2 separate regions of the Mus musculus genome follow, and region 2 is linked to region 1. Evidence: chromatin contacts called from public HiChIP or PLAC-seq data. All regions are on one chromosome and are shown on one strand. Each heading gives the region's core, a stretch centred on a gene start, on an enhancer-like site or on the middle of the called end of the contact. The rest is flanking DNA. Distances are from core to core; before and after follow the strand shown. Region 1 overlaps Gm32838 (a long non-coding RNA gene). Region 2 overlaps Itpr2 (inositol 1,4,5-triphosphate receptor 2).

Region 1 (5,026 bases), core at 1,885-4,384:
AGGTCTGCCCATAGATGGCTGACGAGGAGGCATAGGGAGGGGGAGCAGAAGCTAATTCGCCTTCCTCCTCCGCCTCAGCTCTTTTATTTTGTCCTTTCTGTCCACCTGATAACACTGTGTCTCCTTTCTTTTTCCTTTTTCTTTTTAAGCCCTTCTCCTCTTCCGACATACTTTCTTGTTGCTCTATAAGGATTTTCTGACCTGTCTTGACTGCCTCTTGATTCAAACAGTAACAGAGTCCATATATCAGAACAAGCAAGACCAAAACTATCAGACCTACCCACAAAGGGTCAATGGGAGAAAAAAGCATAACTACACAGCGAGGATCTATTGATCACTACACTGAGGTTATCATAGTTCCTTAACTTGTCCCCAAACCGGGAACCTTAACTTGTCCCAAAGCCGGGAACCTTTCGTTACCTTGTGCCTGCTTCCTGGCAACTTTATGCTTGCCTCTATTTTATCCGAGGTCCTTCCCAAACTCCTGGGTTACTTTGTGCCTACTTCCTGGCAACTTTATGCTCACCTCTATTTTATCGAGGTCCTTCCTAAACTCCTGGGGTCGCAAGTTTCACTCACCGTGAACTTACCCTGCCGGCAACCACTGACTGCTGAAAGTTCTGAACTCGGTGGGGGAGTCGGTTCCCCGTACGGGCCACCAATTGTCACGCCTGCTCTCGACCAGCAAGAACGATGCGACCACCAGTCCTTCTAACAGCAGTTTATTCAGTCTTCATCTTTCTTCTTTCTCTTCATCAGTACCGTTCCCCAGCTGAAGAGTTCTGAATCCACGCCGGATCCTTCTCAACAGTCTGTTTTACGGGAACCTTTATTAACCACTTCTTCCCCGTTATGCAGTTCTGAATCCTCCCTGTAGCAGGGGGTCTTCACTCGTGCCTGAAGATGTTTCTTTTCCCGGGTTTTCTCGTCCCAGGTCTTCTCGTCCCAGGTCTTCTCGTCCCGTCCCGAGTTTTTCTTCCCGGGTTTCCGGCACCAACTGTTACGCGCGCCCAACTGGCCAGGAAGAACGACGCTGCTACAGGATCCTTCTGCACACGTTTATTCAGTCCTGTTTCTTCTTTCTCCATATATCTCCCCTGTTTATATCTCCCCTGTTTATATCTCCCCTGTTTATATCTCCCCCGAACCCTGGGCCTCTCACTCTTTTATACTCTCAGTTCCCATCCACGCACAGCAGGCCACGCCACCTCACCAGGCACGCAGCTTCAGCTAATCAGGGCAGCAGGGGCAAATCTCCATCAGACTGGATTCACCTGTATCCTGGTACACCTGCCCAGCACTCAAGATGTTTGTGTCTTATATGAGGAAGTCAGGTGCAAGTCATATGACTTAGCTGCAGTCCCTGGCGCCTTTGGGACTGCCGCCACACCCGCTCCCCACACAGGATAACCAGGTGTACTGGCTGGTGGTGTGTGTCAACTTGACACAGGCTGGAGTTATCTCAGAGAAAGGAGCTTCAATTGAGGGAATACCTCCATGAGATCCAGCTGTTGGACATTTTCTCAATTAGTGATCAAGGGGGGAGGTCCCCTTGTGGGTGGTGCCATCCTTGGGTTGGTAGTCTTGGGTTCTATAAGAAAACAAGCTGAGCAAGCCAGGGGAAGCAAGCCAGTAAGTAACATCCCTCCGTGGCCTCTACATCAGCTCCTGCTTCCTGACCTGCTTGAGTTCCAGTCCTGACTTCCTTTGGTGATGAACAGCAGTGTGGAAGTGTAAGCTGAATAAACCCTTTCCTCCCCAGCTTGTTTCTTGGTCATGATGTTTGTGCAGGAATAGAAACCCTGACTAAGACACCAGGGGAGGTAATTCCAGATGAAGAAGCACATTGAGCACCAGCTTGGCAATGCTGGAGGCTCTAAGAAGATTGTTCCAGAACACATCCCAACACACAGGGACTGAGATCCTAGAGACAACTGGTCTATGACTCTCAGAAAGGCTGGTGAAATGGGTAGTTTTGTTAAAAAAAAAAAAAAAAAAAAAAAAAAAGGTGAGAAGGGCACTACTGGATCAGCCGTAGCCTGGGGCTGCAGGATACGGAAAGATCCCAGCCTTCTGAGAGCGGTTGACACAGTGTCACTCTGGGTTTACCAATTCCTGTCTTGATTCATGTTTGTTGACATCTGACTCTACGATGCCACATGTTCAGGTTCTTTAGAGAAACAGCAGAGTTAAAATAAGGTCATGAAGGGACCCTCATGCAATATGACTGGAGCCCTTACAGGAGAAGATATCAAAGAAGGAAGACTGTGCAGAGAAATGGGGTGCAGCTGCCATTTGCAAGCCAGGCAGAGGGGTTGCCAAAGAAACCGGCAGGCTGGCATCAGGATCTTAGACTCACTACCTACAGAGTTGTGAGGGCTCAGCTCTAATTTCTGGCATGAGCCACTGGTGTAGGGCTCTTCATTTGGGGCAGCAGAGCAGACATTGACACTTGGCGATGCTGTAACTACCCTAAAGCTGGGGCATGGGTCATTGGCTGTTCTTCCTGGCATGAAACCTAGGCCTCCCTTGGTTGTTCTCAGAAGACGTGCAAGGTCTGCGGATAGAGTCTTCCTCCAGCTATGGTCCCCAAGGAAAGAAGGAAGGAGGCAATAGTGCTCTACTCAACCTGATGGGGAAAAGAAAAGAGACATCAAGGCTTGGGAGAAAGCATGGGTCTTCCAGAATCCCACAGCTGGAAATAGTTGTGTGAGCTCTCAGTATTCTTTGGTGTCTACATTTTCTAGAGAAGAGTCGTCCAGGGTGTCCTCCTATGGGAAAAAGAGTCTAAGCTCAAGATGTCTTTCAAAATATACACGGTAAAATGCCCTGGGCCTCTCAGGACACACCCACAGTATTCTAAGCCCTGTCAGATGTGGTAGAGCCCAAGAGAAGCTTGTAGTATCATCATTGCATTGGAGAAAAAAATGTAAAACAGAAAAATATTAAGAAAACAGAGCCACCACCCTCGATTTAGCGCGTGCACTTGTATCGAGATAAAGTGCACTGTAAAGAAACAATTAGATCCTAAGCCTGTAGATACCAGCTAAATCCAGCTGTAACTGCCTCATAAACTTGGAACTTCTGACACAGCCTCAAGAACCCACTTTCTCCCACGCGCTGACGGTGTGCCTGGCCTTCTGCCAGTTGCAAAGCTGGAAACTCCCCGACTTAAACAACATCTGGGTGTTTCTGCTTCCTATAAGCTGGGGATGAAGGTTAAAAGTTTAATAAATGTTTTCTCTCAGTCTGGGTATCTGTGTGTTTCATCTACCTCCATCACCACGTCTTCTATATGTGTGTCATAAAGAAAAAGCAGAGGCTATAAACAAACGCAGACAGTGGGAGTGGTAGCTTCTTGTTTCTGTCTGCGGTTGGGCAGTAGCCTTCATCCTTCTGTGACATGGTCCTTTCCCACTTTCCTGTCTCTCCAGTACAGGCCTGGTCCTGCTTTCTAGGAGTTGACAGCTCTGCTAGAGCACTAAGCATCGTTTCAAAAACATGTTCCCGTGTGTCATTTCCTTCTTATATTTTCTACCTCTTCCTTCCCCACCCTAGCCACCCATTTGCCCCTCCCCCTCCGGCCCCGCCTCGCTGGACTAGAGAGAAGAGCTCGCAGCTATTCTTCCTTGACCTTTGGGGAGCAAGGGGAGGCCTCTTCCCTTCGAGCAGAACTTGCGCTAGTTGAGGTCGGCTTGGAGGAGGTGACTCTGAGGAAGGGAAACACAGTTGCAAGAGTGCCGCATTCAAAGGGATTGGGAGCTGCTGTGGTGTGGCTCGCCCCTGGAGACCCACTCAGGCGGACGCTGCAGAATGTGGAGCTCAAAGCTTGTCTGGACACAACAGCAAGACTCCTCGGTTTGGAAACACAAGCCAACAGCAGCTGCAAGCAGAGAAGAGCATGGGCATGGGGGTGGGGGTGGGGGGCAAATGGGAAAAGTGCTAAGGCATCGAGCTCTACAACTTGAATAGAACTGTGGATGTTTGTAAGGGAACCCAGAGTGCATCCAAGATGGCTGCCGGCTTTCTCTAGGAGCGAGAAATCAAGCAAGGGTTTAGATGTGGCCCTTCCTCTTCCCATAGCATTGCCTCTGATAGAGCCAAGAAATCCTACCCCATTCTATTAAATGATGCTGTCCAGGGATGTGACTGTGAGCACTGGTTCATGTACTTTAGTAACAAAAAACAGAGGGGCGAAGAATGCAGACTTGGGAGCCATGCGTCCTGACCCACCACCAACCAATGCGGCAATCCAGGGACCTTTGGAGAAGGCTTTTACAACTGGCACCAAGGCATGTCCCTTAGAGGCAAGACAGTGTGAATGCTAGCCACTTAGGAAAGTTTGAATTTTCAATTAGGTGATCCTATTAGAGAGACCAGGAGAGATACACTCTAAGTATGTTTGTTTTAATGGTCTTAACATTTATTTTATGTGTGTGAGGGTTTTTCTTGCATGTAATTCCATATACCATGTGTGTGCCTGGTGTCCACTGAGGTCAGATGAGGGCATCAGATCCCTTGGAAATAAAGTCACAGATGGTTTTGAGCTGTCATGTGGGTGATGGTTATCAAACTCAGGTTCCCCCGGAAGAGCAACACGTGCTCTTTACCACTGAGCCATTTCTCCAGCCCCTACATTTCTTATTAAACCAGTGAGATGGCCTAGTGGGTAAAAGTGCTTGCTGTCAAGCTCAGTGACCTAAGTTTGATCCCTCCAACACATATGGTGAAAGATGAAAAGCAACTTATACAATCCGTTCTCTGATATCCACTCCACATGCATGCTGTGACACACATGCACTCCCATGCATAAATACATAAATAAATGTAAAATTTTAAAAATGCCTTGTTAAAAAATGTATCAATGACAGTTTGCATTCTTGTCTACTTTGTAACATCTTTAACATCCTCTGTACCTTTTACACTTACAGCTTGTCCCTCCTCAGGCTAGTCATTTCAAACATTCAGGGGCCACCTGAGTCCACCTGTGACAAGAGAACAGGAAAGACCTGGAAGAATTTCCTTA
Region 2 (5,026 bases), core at 909-3,408, 220 kb before region 1:
ATAAAACTGCTTTTTATGAAACAGGCACCAGAACAGATATCACCCATGAGGGCTGTGTTGCCAACCCCTGCGGTAAATGGCACTTATAATCTTCATAGTTTCCCATGCCCCATATTTGAAATAACCTCCTGATGACTGTCTGGGTCTGCAAGATGGCTCAGCAAGAAAAACTCTTGTCCCCAAACCTGGCAACCTGAGCTCTGTTCCCGGAACCCACATGATGTAAGGAAAGACAACTCCCACAGGTTGTCCTCTGACCACCATGCTCTGTGACACATGTCCCATCCCCCACAGGTAAAGAATTAGGTATTAAAAATTGAGAAAAAAAATTAGTCATTTATTTTTGTAGTTGTTTTTAGTCTTTATTTTTGAGTCAGAATCTCATGTAGCCTGAGCTTGCAGGAACTTGCTATGTAGCCGAGGATGGATTTGATCCTCTGACCTTTTACCTTCACCTCTAGTGTATTGGGATTCTAGCTGTGACCAACTATATACAGTCAAAATTTTAAAAGTGAAAGTGTGTGTGTGTGTGTGTGTGTGTGTGTGTGCTGATTGTGAGCACAGGAGTGTGGAGGTTCATGGAGGCCCTTATGAGCTCCCTGGAGCTAAAGTTACAGCCAGTTGTGAGTCACACCACATGGGTACTAGAAACAGAGGCCAGGCCCTCTGTCAGATCTCTGTGCTCATAACTGCTGAGCCACCTCTCCGACTCACATTTGTACTTTTTAATTTCACCTTGTTTTCTTTTTTGGCGGTGGTGCTGGGGACTGAACTCAAATGGCCAGGCCCTCGAGGCAAGGGCTCTACCGCCAGGCTGCTCTCCACTCCAGCCTTTCTCTCTCTGGGTGGTCCTAACCCACACAAAGAGCGGCATACACTTTATGTTTCTAAATAGACATGAAAGGAAGATGTTAGAGGTTAGGTTTCTATTGCTGTTATAAAACATGACCATAAGCAACTTGTGGAGGAAAGGGTTCCTCTTGCTTACACTTCAACACCCCAGTCTTATCACTGAGGGAAGTCAGGGTGGGAACTCAAAGCAGGAACTCGGAGGCAGGAGCTAAAACAGAGATCATGGAGAAGTGCTGCTTATTGGCTTGTTTCACCTGGCTTGCTCAGCTTGCTTTTATATGTATCCCAGGACCACCTGCCTGGGGGTGCCACCACCCATAGTAGACTGTCCCCATCTCCCCACCAATCAGTAATTGAGAAATAAACCACAGACCCATCTAGTGGGGGCATTTCCTTAATTGAGGGTTCTAGCTTCCAAAATGACTTGATCTGGTATCAACTTGACATAAAACCACACAGGACTTAGGATTCCATGGTTGTAAGACTTGCCTATACCATGGACCGTGGGACCACTAACTATATAGCAGGGCAGGCAGGTGTATGTTACCCGGTGGGTCTGGAAGATGATCACGTCCTCCGTGAACCAAGACCGTGACTGAACCAAGCAGAAACGAAGCAGGAGGGAAGATCTAGGGGTGAAGGCACAGGACAAAGGGGTGTCTAGCACGGGCCACAGATGTTTCTTGCTTGTGCCTGATATGGACTTGAGAAACATTTGGAAGCAAACGGGATTCTCAGATGGAGTTAGCTCAAGTTCCCTGATTCTGTCTGCTGAGACTCGGGTTGGGTGCATCTCCATGTCACCCTTGACCATTCACCCAGGGTCTCTTTACTCAAGCTGTCTCAAACCACAGTTTTTAAAAACATGTCTCTGACCTTCTGCCCATCTCAGCTTCCTTCTCTTGGTGTCTGATAGGCCAATCACCTGACCATACACAACTTTCCACTCTTTTCCTTCCTCCCTTCTGTGTGGTTCCCCCTCTTTGCTGTCACCCCAACCTGACAGCTGCTTACTTTCTCTCTGTCCGCACCTTCCTCTTCTCAGAAGTTAAAGAAATTGGCCTCCACCTATCAAGCAGATATTTATCTCCTAAAAAACAAACAAGTAAGCAAAAGTCTCACAATGAAAGAGATGAAGGAAAGAAGCCCGTGTCTGTCTCCTTCTGTCTGCATACTCCTTAGCATGATAAAGTACTATAAGACTCTGCAGCTTTGGACAATGGTTGGACACCAGGCAGTGGGGTGGGCGGCATCTGACCCAGAGCACGTGCCAGTCTTACTAAGGGTTTTAGTCTTCTGCTTGGCCCTTCCCAGCTTCTCCTCCGGGACCTGACATTTTCATTTCCTGTCGGCAGTAAACCCTGTGTGCTGAGGAGGAAGGGAAACTGTGACTTGTTCTGAAGTCCCCCCTCCCTGTCCTCCACACCCCAGACTCTTTCCGTTGCTAGCTACTTTACCAACTGGAATGTGCTAGGGAAAGTGAGGATGAGGCTTGGCCAGCTCCTAGGGAAAGAGTTGGCTATGGGTAGATGACGTTTTCTGAGCTGGAGGTAGGAAAGCAGGGGAGTGGAATAGAGCAATGAGCTTGGCCCTAGCCCATGGGTGCTTGGGAATCAATGTGACATTAAGATAAAGCAATGTAAGGGTCCAGCTGCGAGCTTCATTCCTGGGAAGAGAAGCTAGGCTTGAACATCAAGGTATACAGATGTATGTATAGATGGTGTTTGAAGTTGTGCTATAGATGAGATTTCCGAGGAAGCAACTGGAACAAAGGGAGTAAGCCAAGAGAAAAACCTAGAGAGATTTCAAATATTAAAGAGGGTTAAGGGGACAAGAGAAAAGAATCCCTCAGGAATGGCTGGAAATGAGAGAACTGGATAAAGACAGGGTAGTGAGACTCAGCAAGAAGGCCAGACAATCGGCCTCAAGTACTCCGAGAGGAGGTGCACCTCTATGTAGCTATCCCGTGATGAGCAATCTGTTTTTCTGGCTGGCATCCAAACTGGACCCTAATGAGCAGAGGAGCTGAGAGGTCACACCGGTGACAAAGGACACCAGAGACTCAGGGAAGCAGCCATCCGAAGCAGTTTAACCTGTCGAACCCCACTTTAAGCAGAGTGAAAGAAGAATCTCAGATCTAAGTCGTCATTACCAATCAAGTCCTTGTCCCCTACCTCTACCCCCTGCCCCTCACCCCTGCCATGTCTGGGGGTCAAGGTGACTGGTGCTCATCATTCTGAGCATCTCCCAGCCGCTCTTCAGAAAGTGTGTGTGTGTGTGTGTGTGTGTGTGTGTGTGTGTGTGTGTGTGTGTGTGTTTGTGTGTTATCCTGTTTAAAATATCCACATGCCAGGGTTCTTTGAACTCTTCTTACTGGTGTTCTCTTAGGCCAGTGGCATTGCTTCCCAGGGTCCTGTGTGCAAGAGCAGATCTCTGTCCTTGCCAAGGGCTTGTCTCAGTGAGTCCTCACTCTGTGTGACCCTCCGTGGCTCTCATCTGTGAGGCACGCTTTGGACCCTGGTGACAGTGTTAATTAAATGTCTATGGACTTGGGAGTCACAGCGAGGCCCTTTGCGCAAATGTTTGAGACAAAGCTGGAGGGATAGAAACATGACCATCCAGGAACTCATTAGAGAATGGAAGGGCTCAGACTCACCCAGGGGTTCACATGCTAAGTGGGCGAGGCAAGAGAACCTGCAAATGACCTCCAGAAGGAGTAAAGAAATCTGTCTGCTCAGCTTTCACAGTGCGCAGTTTCTGTGGGTAAGCTTTGGTGGTTGGTTCCTCTCTATCAACCAGTTTTACTGAGTCTGTTTCAGATTCCAGGTCTTAGCTTGTTTTCAGCCAGCGTTGGTCACTCCCACACCTTTAACACCTAATTTAGACACGAGTGTCTCCAAGCTTCAGGATGTGAGTGGGGCCAGGCAGCCAGGCCCTTCCTGGCTTCTCCTCGGGGACCTGACATTTCCCGTTCCTGTAGGTGGTAGACCAGAAGTACTGAGGAGGAAGGAAACCTTGTCTCGTCTCCTCTGCCTGCCCCTAGGTTAATCTGGCTCCCCTTCCTCATTGAATGGTTTGTCCTATAAGCAGTCATCCAGGGAGAAATCCATGTTCTCTTGGATCCACCCACTTCCCTGACTAGACTGTTGGAAGGCCAACCCTCCCATGAGCTCTGCACTCCTCTGGCAGCCTCTGGGCTCCATTTCCACTTTAACCCTTTTCAGTCACTCTTCTTAAAAAAGTCAAAGTGACAGTTTGCTGGAGATGCTTGTCTTGTCACTCAGCCTGAAGCTTTTGGCTGGCGAGGTCTGGCTGACAAACGCTCCAGCTTTCGATGTTCATTATGGTTGCGCTCATGGTACCCGTACATTTTGTTTACTTGGGTTTATTTATTTGGGTTCCTGTCTAACAAGTCCTTAGCATCTGCCCTAAGTCTCCTCTGGCCAGCTAGGGATCCTCTGTGACTTGTAATGCCAGGATGCGCTCAGTAACTTCACTGGCAGAGAAGAGAGTTGGCATGCAAAGGAGCTAGAACATTTGGCTCTGTGTCTTCTCAGAGCTTGTGATGCTAACTGAACTCTTGAGACCCCTGTCCCGTCCCTCCCGCCCCCATCCTTCAAAACTGCTTGGTCAGCTTCTTCAACCTTTCCTCTAATTCAATCATAGGGGTTCCCAAATTCACTCCAATGGTTATGGGTGCGTGTAAGTATCTGCATCTGTCTCAGTCAGCTGCTGGTAGGGCCTCTCAGAGGACAGCCATGCTAGGCTCCTGTCTGTAAGCACATCATAGCATCAATAATAGTGTCAGGCCTTGGTGCCCCCTCCCCCCACCATGAGATGGATCCTAAGCTGGGCAAGTCCCTGGACAGCCTTTCCTTCAGTCTCTTCTCCATTTTTGTCCCTGAAGGTCTTTTAGTCCGGAACAATTCTGGGCCAGAAATTTTGACTGTGGGTTGGTAACCCTGTTCCCTTCACTTGGAGCTCTGTCTATCTCTGGAGATGAACTCTGCCAGTTCCCTCTCCTCACTGTTGGACATTTTAGTTAAGTTCACGCCTATTGAGTCCTGCAAGTCTCTCACCTCCCAGGTTCCTGGGACTTTCTAGAGGGCGCCTCACCTCCCACCCCCAGGAGCTGCCTATTTCCATTCATTCTCCTGGTCCTGTGGGTTTCACT

The links. HiChIP or PLAC-seq counts read pairs in DNA pulled down with a chosen protein or histone mark.
Region 2: a contact with region 1 is called in an H3K27ac HiChIP or PLAC-seq map of microglia, with 6 times the contacts expected there. The contact joins two enhancer-like sites. A contact is called at or near these places in 1 of 15 datasets of contacts at CTCF or cohesin (the NIH/3T3 cell line), 1 of 484 Hi-C or Micro-C datasets (bone marrow-derived macrophages) and 2 of 115 datasets of contacts at active chromatin or transcription factors (bone marrow-derived macrophages and microglia).

What each region holds. Positions count from the first base shown.
Region 1 is chr6:145,991,294-145,996,319 of GRCm38.p6, reverse strand. The region is part of intron 2 of Gm32838 (a long non-coding RNA gene); the gene reads right to left. Among named protein-coding and RNA genes, the nearest start is that of Gm38928, 16 kb to the right of the region's middle. Within about 2 kb of position 3,134, at least 43 of the 459 cell types and tissues checked have an H3K27ac peak or open chromatin away from gene starts, as enhancers often do. A contact at or near this core is called in microglia, where this site is marked.
Region 2 is chr6:146,206,338-146,211,363 of GRCm38.p6, reverse strand. All of the region lies in intron 45 of Itpr2 (inositol 1,4,5-triphosphate receptor 2), which reads left to right. Among named protein-coding and RNA genes, the nearest start is that of Gm35596, 11 kb to the left of the region's middle. Within about 2 kb of position 2,158, at least 38 of the 459 cell types and tissues checked have an H3K27ac peak or open chromatin away from gene starts, as enhancers often do. A contact at or near this core is called in microglia, where this site is marked.